2 separate regions of the Bos taurus genome follow, and region 2 is linked to region 1. The links are chromatin contacts, called in public Hi-C maps. All regions are on one chromosome and are shown on one strand. The core of a region is the stretch at or near the end of the contact, and the rest is flanking DNA. Distances in the headings are between cores, read along the strand shown. Region 1 has its middle 86 kb from the start of CD58. Region 2 has its middle 44 kb from the start of ATP1A1.

Region 1 (4,583 bases), core at 1,324-3,823:
GAGACCTGTAACTGACAGGTGATTTCAATAAAGGTGAGGGTGTTTACACAGAGCCAGCTCATGATTATACAGAATATGAAACTATTATAATACATCCTGATGAAAATAATCAGCAGGAGAGGAAAAAGCCTGGCTTGGCAGGACTGATTTACATTGCAAATATCTTTCCCTTTGGCAGCGTGGCCACCGTCCCTCAGCCTCTCTGTGAGCTGGCCTCAAGGACTTGGGGCCCAAGCATGCTCAGGGTGGACGCCAGTTCTTGTGGGAGCATCTGGATGGCCTGGAGCGGGGGAGGGGACCAGCGAGTGTAGTCTCCTGGGGTTTGCCTCAGCTGTGGGCTTGAGGGTCGGAGGAGCTGGGTCATATCCTTGCAGAGCAAGGTGAGGGCTTGGCAGAAAGGAAGCACATGACTGATGCCATTGTCCCCTTCTCAAACCTGTTTGCAGAAGGCCCCCCATTGCAGAGGGGTGCTGAGACATACGACACACTTCCAGCTGCTGAAACCATCAGTTAGACGCAGGGCTGGGGTTTTTTTCTTTCTTTTTTTTTTTTTTTTTAGTTTTTAAATTTCTTTTTAATTGAAGGATAATTGCTTTACAATATTGTGTTGGTTTCTGCCGTACATCAGCATGAGCCAGCCATCGGTATACATATGTCCCCTCCATCTTGAACCTCCCTCCCACCTCCCACCTCCCACCTCATCCCACCCCTTTAGGTTGTTACAGAGCCCCTGGTTTGAGTTCCCTGAGTCGTACAGCAAATTACCACTGGCTATCTATTTTTACATATGGTAGTGTATGTTTCCATACTACTCTCTTAATTTATCCTATTTATTTTGGCCATGCTGGGTCATTATTGCTGCATGTGGGCTTTCGCTGATTGAGGTGAGTGGAGGCAGCTCTCTAGTTGTGGTTTGTGTGGGCTCCTCATTGCAGTGCCTTCTCTTGTGGCTCACGGGCTGTGGAGCACAGATTCAGTAGTTGTGGCACACAGGCTTAGTTGCCCTGTGGCATGTGGGGTCTTAGTTCCCCAAGCAAAATTATTAGTCACTCAGTCATGTTGGATTCTTTGCAACGCCATGGACTATAGCACTCCAGGCTCCACCCTCCATGGGATTCTCCAGGCAAGAATACTGGAGTGGGTAGCCATTCCCTTCTTCAAGGGATCTTACCAACAGGGATCAAACCCAGGTCTCCTACATTGCAGGCAGATTCTTTACTGTCTGAGTCACCAGGGAAGTCCTTAGTTCCCCAAACAGGTATCAACCCATGTCCCCTACATTGGCAGGTAGAATCTATATCACTGGCCCATCAGGGAAGTCCAGGGCTGTTTTTTTGCTCTTTTATGAAGGTTAGGTGTTTGGTGAGCCCCCGGACACTAGTTGCACAGTTTCTCTTTCTGCATATTTTTCTGGGGAGAAAACACATCCCTTAGTTGTCAAGCACCCATGACGTCCCATGACACGTGTAGGCAGAACATTCTGTTCACAACCACTCCCAGGAGAGCGCTCGTTTTGAACTGACTCAACCCAGCTTTCTACCAGCACGGCCCAGGGCAGGAGGACTGCCACCACCACCCTCCACGCCACCAAAGTTCTTAGGCCTGTTTGATCCAATGTAACCCATGGAATAAAACCCCATCAGCCCCCTTCCCCCTGTCTCCCAGCCCTCCCCTTTTCTTCTCTTTCTTCCCTTTCCCTTCGCCAGTTTTGCCTTCTCTCTGCCCTTCTCACTTTCCCCTTCCCTAACCACCCCTGCCCCATGCTCACTCCTGCATCCCTTTCCTGTTCACCTCTCTTGTGATATTGACTTGACATATTAATCATTACAACAGCAGCTAAGAATTCCATCACGCTTCATTAATCCCAAGGAAAATACCATGTTAGCTGATGAGCCCTCTAGGGTACACTCATACATTCTTCCCGAGGTTCAGAACACTGGAAATTTCTCACTTTGTACTTGTCACTGAACAGGAGGCCGCTGTGGAAGGTCACAGTGAGCCAAGGTGGGGGATTGGCAAGGGGAGGGTGGGAATGGGGGTGAGCTCCAGTCCGTGAAGGCATTAGTCACTCATCATGGATTCTGGCAGGCCTCAGGCTATTCAAGGACTCCTGTTGTGGAGGGTGAGTTGTAAAATCCCATCAGGGTGGCCAAGGCCAGAACAGTGTGACTTTAACAGGGTTAAAGTTTGGCATTTTTACAGCTTTTTTATGATAAGGTTCTTAGTCACATGAAGGGGAAAGAGCTAGAGTGGATCTGTCCAAACTTAGCTGGTCAGACCTGAGGTGTGGTCATGCATGGCCTCCTGCCAGGTGCCCCAGGGTGTCCTTGGTCATGCTGTGGGTCCTGCTTTCCAGCTAAAGTTCTGCCCTGCACGTCAGAAAGTCCGTTCACCCCGCTCTAGCCATTCACCCAACTCTTCTCTAGGAAAAGTGGATCCAGGCAGCGATTTCAGACTGGGAAGTATCCTCAAGAAAAGCAAACTTGTTCAAGAGAAGCAAAGGACTCATCCCCTAGCCAGAGGTGTCGCCTGATCTCATGCTGTCATCCAGCCATCCCCCATAGTAGCTGCAGGGGAGACAAGTCCATTCCCAAAACACAGCTGGGTTTGGACGCCTTGGTTAATGTCCCCCGGCTTCCCTGGTGGCTCAGGCGATAAAGAATCGGCCCTCAAGGCAGGATATGCAGGTTTGATCTCCAGGGAAGATCCCCTGGAAGAGGGAATGGCAACCCGCTCCATTATTCTTGCCTGGACAATTCCATGGACAGAAGAGCTTGGCAGGTTATAGTCCATGGGGTCACAGAGAGTCAGACACGACTGAGTGACTAACACTTTCACTTTCCAGCCCAGAATTTGCTATTGTCTGTCTGGATCTGTCCATCCTTCAAATGGCCCCTCCTTTGGGAGACCTCCTCAAACTCTATCCTCGTTTTCTGACCTCAGGAAGAATTGATCTCTCTCCCCACCTCCAAGGAGCTTAGGCCATACTTCTCAGCAGCACCTGCCCCAGAGTAAGGCATTCCTTGAAACACGCCTTTGGCCCCACTGGACTGTGAGTTATCCATGCAGCACTCACCTGTGCCTTGTTTAATTTGAGTAAGCAACCTCGTACCAAGTAGATGCCCATAAACATTGAATGAAGGTACGATTTAGCAGGAGACTCTGCTCTTTTTCTATGTAAACAGCCTGAACACCATGTCTTCTATGTATGAACCATCTTTGCTCACAAAGAATATTAAAAGGTATAATTTTTTTTTTAATTTTAAAAACTGAAGTGTAGTTGATTTTACAATGTTACGTGTTTCTGGTGTACAGCAAAGTGATTCAGTTGATATATATACGTCTTTGATTCTTTTACATTGTAATTTATTACAAGGTACTGAATATAGTTCCCTGTGCTATACAGTAAGTCCTTTTTGATTATCTATTTTATATATAGTAGTTTGTATCTGCTAATCCCAAACTCCCAATTTATTCCTCACCCACCTTCCCCTTTGGGAACCATAAGTTTGTTTCCTAAGTCTAAGAGTCTGTTTCTGTTTTGTAAATAAGTTCATTTGTATCATCATTTTTAGATTCCACATATGAATGGTATTATATTATATTTATCTTTGACTTCATTTTGTATGATAATCTCTAGGTCCATCCACGTTGCTGCAAATGGCATTATTTCATTCTTTTTTTATGGTATTTCACTGTATATATGTGCCACATCTTCTTTATCCACTCATCTGTTGGCAGACACGCAGGTTGCTTCCATGTCTTAGCTGTTGTAAATAGAGCTGCTATAAACATTGCAGGACATGTACCTTTTCGAATTAGAGTTTCCTTCAGGTATATGCCCAGGAGTAGGATTGCTGGAAAAGTATAATTTTCTAAATAGGTTACTAGTTTGTTGAAGGTGGAATTTGCATCAGTCCTTGAATCCATAGCATCTGCCATAATATGTTCATTAGTGTAAATTTGCATCAGATGGTCCTGTCTGTGTCTGTTATGCCATAATGTTGAATCACTTGCAGACGTATTTCCTCAGGGTAGACAAGTCAGATTAACCGTGGTGAGTATGTGCCTACTCTGTGTCCAAGCTGACAGTAGGGCCCACAGAAACGCACAGTGAGAGGTCCCTCCCTACTGGGAACAAAGTCTAGGTGCTGCGGAGATGTGGTCAGGTGTTAAACGCATGTGAGTTCCTTGCGTGTGTGCCAGCTGTGAGCGTCTGTGTGGGGCTACTGAGAGGAAGGCACAGCACGTTCCTGGAGAAGCTCCTGGCTCAGCTGGGGAGCTGAGCCATCCACAGCTGGATGAGCTCCAAACACACCTAAGGCTTGACTAGGTGTTCATAGGCCCCCAGTGTCATCGTGTGCAGAGCCCTTGGGGCCTTCCAATCTGTGAGAGCAGAAGCGGGAGAAACAGCGTAGCGAAGTGGAGACCACCAGGAAGGAGGACCTGGCCCATTCCTGATGCGTGGGGTCAATGGACTTAAATGCCACTTTGTTTTTTGTTTATAGCTGGAATTTTTCTTTCGGGCCTGAGATGGCTATGAACCATTAAGGCTGCTATGAGTGGAGCTGATTCTGCAGTGA
Region 2 (4,583 bases), core at 941-3,440, 170 kb after region 1:
CAGAGAGACAGCTTAAAAGGATCTGTTGAGAATGACTGGATCCTCTGAAATAAGAACCACAGGAACATTTCATTACACCTTAACATTTTAGCACGTACGTTTCCTGCTACAAACTATTGCCATTCTAACATAAACTAATTTTTTCTCACTGAAGATCTGGTGGAAATCTTTTCAATGGTGTGGCTCAGAGAATCAATGTGAATTCATGCTCTTGCCACCTATGTGGGAGGCTTTCTTTATACTAGTTCCCCTGCGGTCCTTTGGGAAGGTTCTAAGTCTCTTGGTGTGTTTGAAGCTCATCTATTGTATTGCAAGGGAAGAGTTTAATCTTTATACTCTAAGAAATGCTGGCACTTACTTTACATATAAGCTTTTTCCTTGTTTGCTTAATAGTGCAGCTTGGTTTCCTAACTTGAGCAATTGACCAGCTGCCTCTGTGTTCTGCTCTTTTGTTTGTGATTGGACTGTGGAAAAGTAATGAGTCTTTAAACTCCTTTTAGTAGGAAAAATAGTTTCTGAACTAAAAACAGATGACTCCCATTGAGCCAGGATACTTCTGTACTTCCAATAAACATTCCTTCTCATCATTTCTCATCCAATTATTATGTAGGCCAGTGCTGATCAAACATTAATATACATATGAATCATCTGAGGACTTTGTTCAGATAGGGATTCAGATTTTATCATTTTGGCATGGGGACTGAGATTTCGCATTTCTAATACCTTCACCTGAGATACTGATGCTCCTGGGTCTGTTGACTCTCGTAGCCATGTAGCAATGTGGGACTGCCCCAGAGAATTAATCAGGAGAATCACATGTGGCTTGGTGAAGGTCATTGTCTCAGGTTGCGTTTCCTGGGAAGCCTGGCCGAGATGGAGATGCATGCAGGAGTTTATTAGGAAGTGCTCTGGAAATTTCCACGTGTGCAAGAGGTAGAGGGGAGGCTGGGCAGTGACGCAGCCTCAATGAAAGGCTGTTCAACCCTAGAACTCTGAAGCAGGCACGCTCTCTAGAGTTGAGGTGAAGGGACCAGGCCTATATATGCAACCCTGACCAGCCACCGGGTGCAGGCTGCCCCAGGAGGGGGGTGTCACCTCGAATGAGGTGACTCTGCAGCTGAAGCCCTTCCTATATAGGTCTAGCCCCTCAGGCTGTTAGCACACTGCACTTCCAGCAGCCAAAGGAACAGCTTGGCTGCATGTCATGTTATACATCCTGGACCCTGCTGTCCACTTCCTCTTTAGATGAGCTAGCTTTCAGTTCAGTTCAGTTCAGTTGCTCAGTCGTGCCCAACTCTTTGTGACCTCATGGACTGCAGCACGCCAGGCCTCCCTGACTATCACCAGCTCCCGGAGTTCACTCAAACTCATGTTCAGTTAGTTGGTGATGCCATCCAACCATCTCATCCTCTGTCATCCCCTTTTCCTCCCGCCTTCAATCTTTCCCAGCATCAGGGTCTTTTCAAATGAGTCAGCTCTTCACATCAGGTGGCCAAAGTATTGGAGTTTCAGCTTCAGCATCAGTCCTTTCAATGAATTTTCAGGACTGATTTCCTTTAGGATGTACTGGTTGGATCTCCTTGCAGTCCAAGGGACTCTCAAGAGTCTTCTCCAACACCACAGTTCAGCTAGCTTACAGCCCTCCTTTTCATTTTCATGCTGATTTAAACACCCTCAGACATAATCCCTCCTTAGTACCTTGGCCTGAAAAGTCAACTACAGTTATCAATGAGCATCAGTTGAAGCTTCTAGGTGGGCAGTTTGTGTTTTTAAGAATTTCTAGACTAGATTTTTTTTTCAATCCTGGAAGGATTCCATTTAACATTCTTCATAGATTCCTTCTAAATCAGAGGTTCTGATGGCCATAAGAAAATCTCTGTCTGCAGTAGAATTGGGACTTGAGACATAAAAAGAAAAGAATTCCCTTTCTTACAGGAAACAAAGACTGTAGGCTGAATCGAAAGGAAAAGGGTTAGGTCTGGAAAAACCCATTTGTAGATGAATGAAGCAGGAAGACCAAAACCAGGATGTTTAATGATTGAATTCTGTGCCCCACTGATTGTGTAATGCAAACTTTAACCTTTGCTAAATATAGTTTATACCCTGAGAATCCTTTACACTCTAGTAAAAATAGCTGCACACTCAAATGGCTCATGGGCCTGGTGATTACAGGAAAAAGGGCCAGGAATACCGGGCGAGAGGAAGGAGAAGGGCCAGAGATCCCTGGCGCCATCTTGCCCTTTGAGACAGTTCAGGCAGACAGCAACGTCAGACAGTTGCCCAACAAGAACAGCAGTGGGAGGCCGGAGAAGGCAGCTGGATGGTAGACTGGCAGTTCCTTAGCAAGGGGCCACTGTAAAACCCACCATTGCCTCCATATACCATGCTTCTGGCAGTTTCCCCCATCTGGCTGGACAGCAATGTTTGCTGGACAAAGCTTCCCGCATGGGGCAGATTCTCGCAGCTGAAACACTGGGAAACTCAGTCACTGGGTGGGGAAAAGGTGGGTAGAAAAAGAAATGGGCGGAGAAGGCAATGGCACCCCACTCCAGTACTCTTGCCTGGAGAATCCCAGGGACGGAGGAGCCTGGTGGGCTGCCGTCCATAGGGTCGCACAGAGTCGGACACAACTGAAGCGACTTAGCAGCAGCAGCAAAAGCAATGATAATGGAAAAGAACCCCAAACCAGACTTTTGGCCAGGGCCTGGGCAGAAGTTCTACTCAAAGACAGGTACAAGAGTAAGGCACAAGAGGGGGCTTCCTTGGCTGGAGGGGTCCTAACTGCCATCGCCGAATATAGGCAGATGCCAAACAGTGGTCTGGGGCAGGGTTACCTGAAGAAGATCAAGAGTCCAGAGGTGAGGGCTTTGGGTTTTTGTTTGTTTTCTCTTTTACTTCCTGCAGCTTTTGAAGTACACATGGAATAAAAATCCAAGCCTGGAGTACAATGTTTGCTTTTGGACAAGGCATTGATTGCTACTATTTACATATTTTAGTTCCATGCCCTGGCTCCTGCGGCACCAGAATTTTTCATATACTGTGTGTTCACAAATGAGAATGAAAATGGTATCTGATGCCCCTGGGTGGGGCCGTGTGGAATTATTTGCACATTCATTGAGGCATCTTACAAAAGCTGGACTGGCAGAGAACCACCTCATGTGTAGAAGTAGCACAATGTGCATCTGGCAGAGAGGAGTGGCGTCTTTGCCCCTAGCCAATCTCCTCCTGCCTTCACTTGATCTCCCAAAAAGAGTAAAGCTAGTGTAAAGCTACAGCTTACAAGCAGAAAACCTATATAAGTGCAAGGTCCATGGAAGTTGCCCAACCGGAATCAAGTGATCCAAATCATTGACTGGACAGCCCTGCTTCCTGGGGGATTAAGTATGTCCAGGTCTTGATTTACATGGATATTTATTCCAGGAAAAAAAAAAAAAAAATGGGGGGGGGTCAGTGGGTGAAGAGAGCAGAATACAGAGAAGAATTCAGATATACTGATCTATGTCAAACACCATTCAAAATGTCAGGCCCCTCTAGTGACCCTCATGCCTGTTCTCTTTCAATGGATGACTTCAGGCTACTTCTTTGCTATCACCGTTAAAATGTAGAAAAGAAAGAAGAGTCAAATTTATTGAGAAACTACTCTTTGCTTTACATACTATTCCAATTTAATGCTTATAGCCACTCGATGGAATAGGATTTTTCTGTTTTTTAAAAAAATATACATATGGTGTATGTATATACATATATATATTTAATATATGCAGCTTCCCAGGTGGTGCTGGGGGTAAAGAATGCGCCCGCCAATGCAGGAGATGTAAATGTGGGTTTGATCCCTGAATCAGGAAGACCACCTGCAGGAGGGGACGGTAACCCATTCCAATATTCTTGCCTGGAGAATCCCACAGACAGAGGAACCTGGCAGGCTAGAGTCCATAGGGTTGCAAAGAATCAGACATGACTGAAGTGACTTAGCACACATGCAAGCATAAGGGAAATTCAGAGAAAATAGGTATATATGCCAGGATTGGGGATTTTTAGCCTATCTCTGTCTGACACCAAGACTTTGCTCTGCAGTGGTTCTCAATCCCATCATCATCCAAGGAATCTTGGGAAAAGCCTGGGCCCCAGCCCAGGTCAAATAAATCAGAATCTCTGGAGGGATAGCCCAACATTGGTACTTTAGAAAATCCCTCTGAGTGATTGTGGTAAGTCTGGGGTTGCGAACCACCAGGCCACACCCTACTGCCCGCTTCTCATTTCTGTAAAACCCCTGTGTTCTGCCCTTTCTCCCACTGTCTTTGGCTTTTCAGAAAGACCCACATCTAGCTGGTCCACGGAGGCCCAACTGATGAAGGGGACATCTGAAACCTTGAGGATTGTTCCTTTCATAACAAGTATGTGCAGGGCATAAACTGATGCGGGCTTTCCTGTTAGCCGCATATACTGTGTCTGATGAACGCTATTTGAATTGCGAAAACAGCAATGTAAGCAACTTGGGGAGATGTTTATTGACTGCCTTGCTGTTACTACAGGAAATGGTAAGAAAAGCACTCCATAAACATGAAGTTCTCATTTCTGTCTGC

What was found. Hi-C and Micro-C count contacts between places; a contact is called where the count stands out from the background.
Region 2: a Hi-C map of liver shows a contact between it and region 1, with 1.8 times the contacts expected there. The contact joins two enhancer-like sites. A contact is called at or near these places in 2 of 11 Hi-C or Micro-C datasets (liver and skeletal muscle).

What each region holds. Positions count from the first base shown.
Region 1 is chr3:26,793,073-26,797,655 of ARS-UCD2.0, forward strand. No RefSeq gene overlaps it. Among named protein-coding and RNA genes, the nearest start is that of CD58, 86 kb to the left of the region's middle. Within about 2 kb of position 2,574, at least 19 of the 102 cell types and tissues checked have an H3K27ac peak or open chromatin away from gene starts, as enhancers often do. A contact at or near this core is called in liver, where this site is marked.
Region 2 is chr3:26,960,246-26,964,828 of ARS-UCD2.0, forward strand. No RefSeq gene overlaps it. Among named protein-coding and RNA genes, the nearest start is that of ATP1A1, 44 kb to the left of the region's middle. Within about 2 kb of position 2,191, at least 4 of the 102 cell types and tissues checked have an H3K27ac peak or open chromatin away from gene starts, as enhancers often do. A contact at or near this core is called in liver, where this site is marked.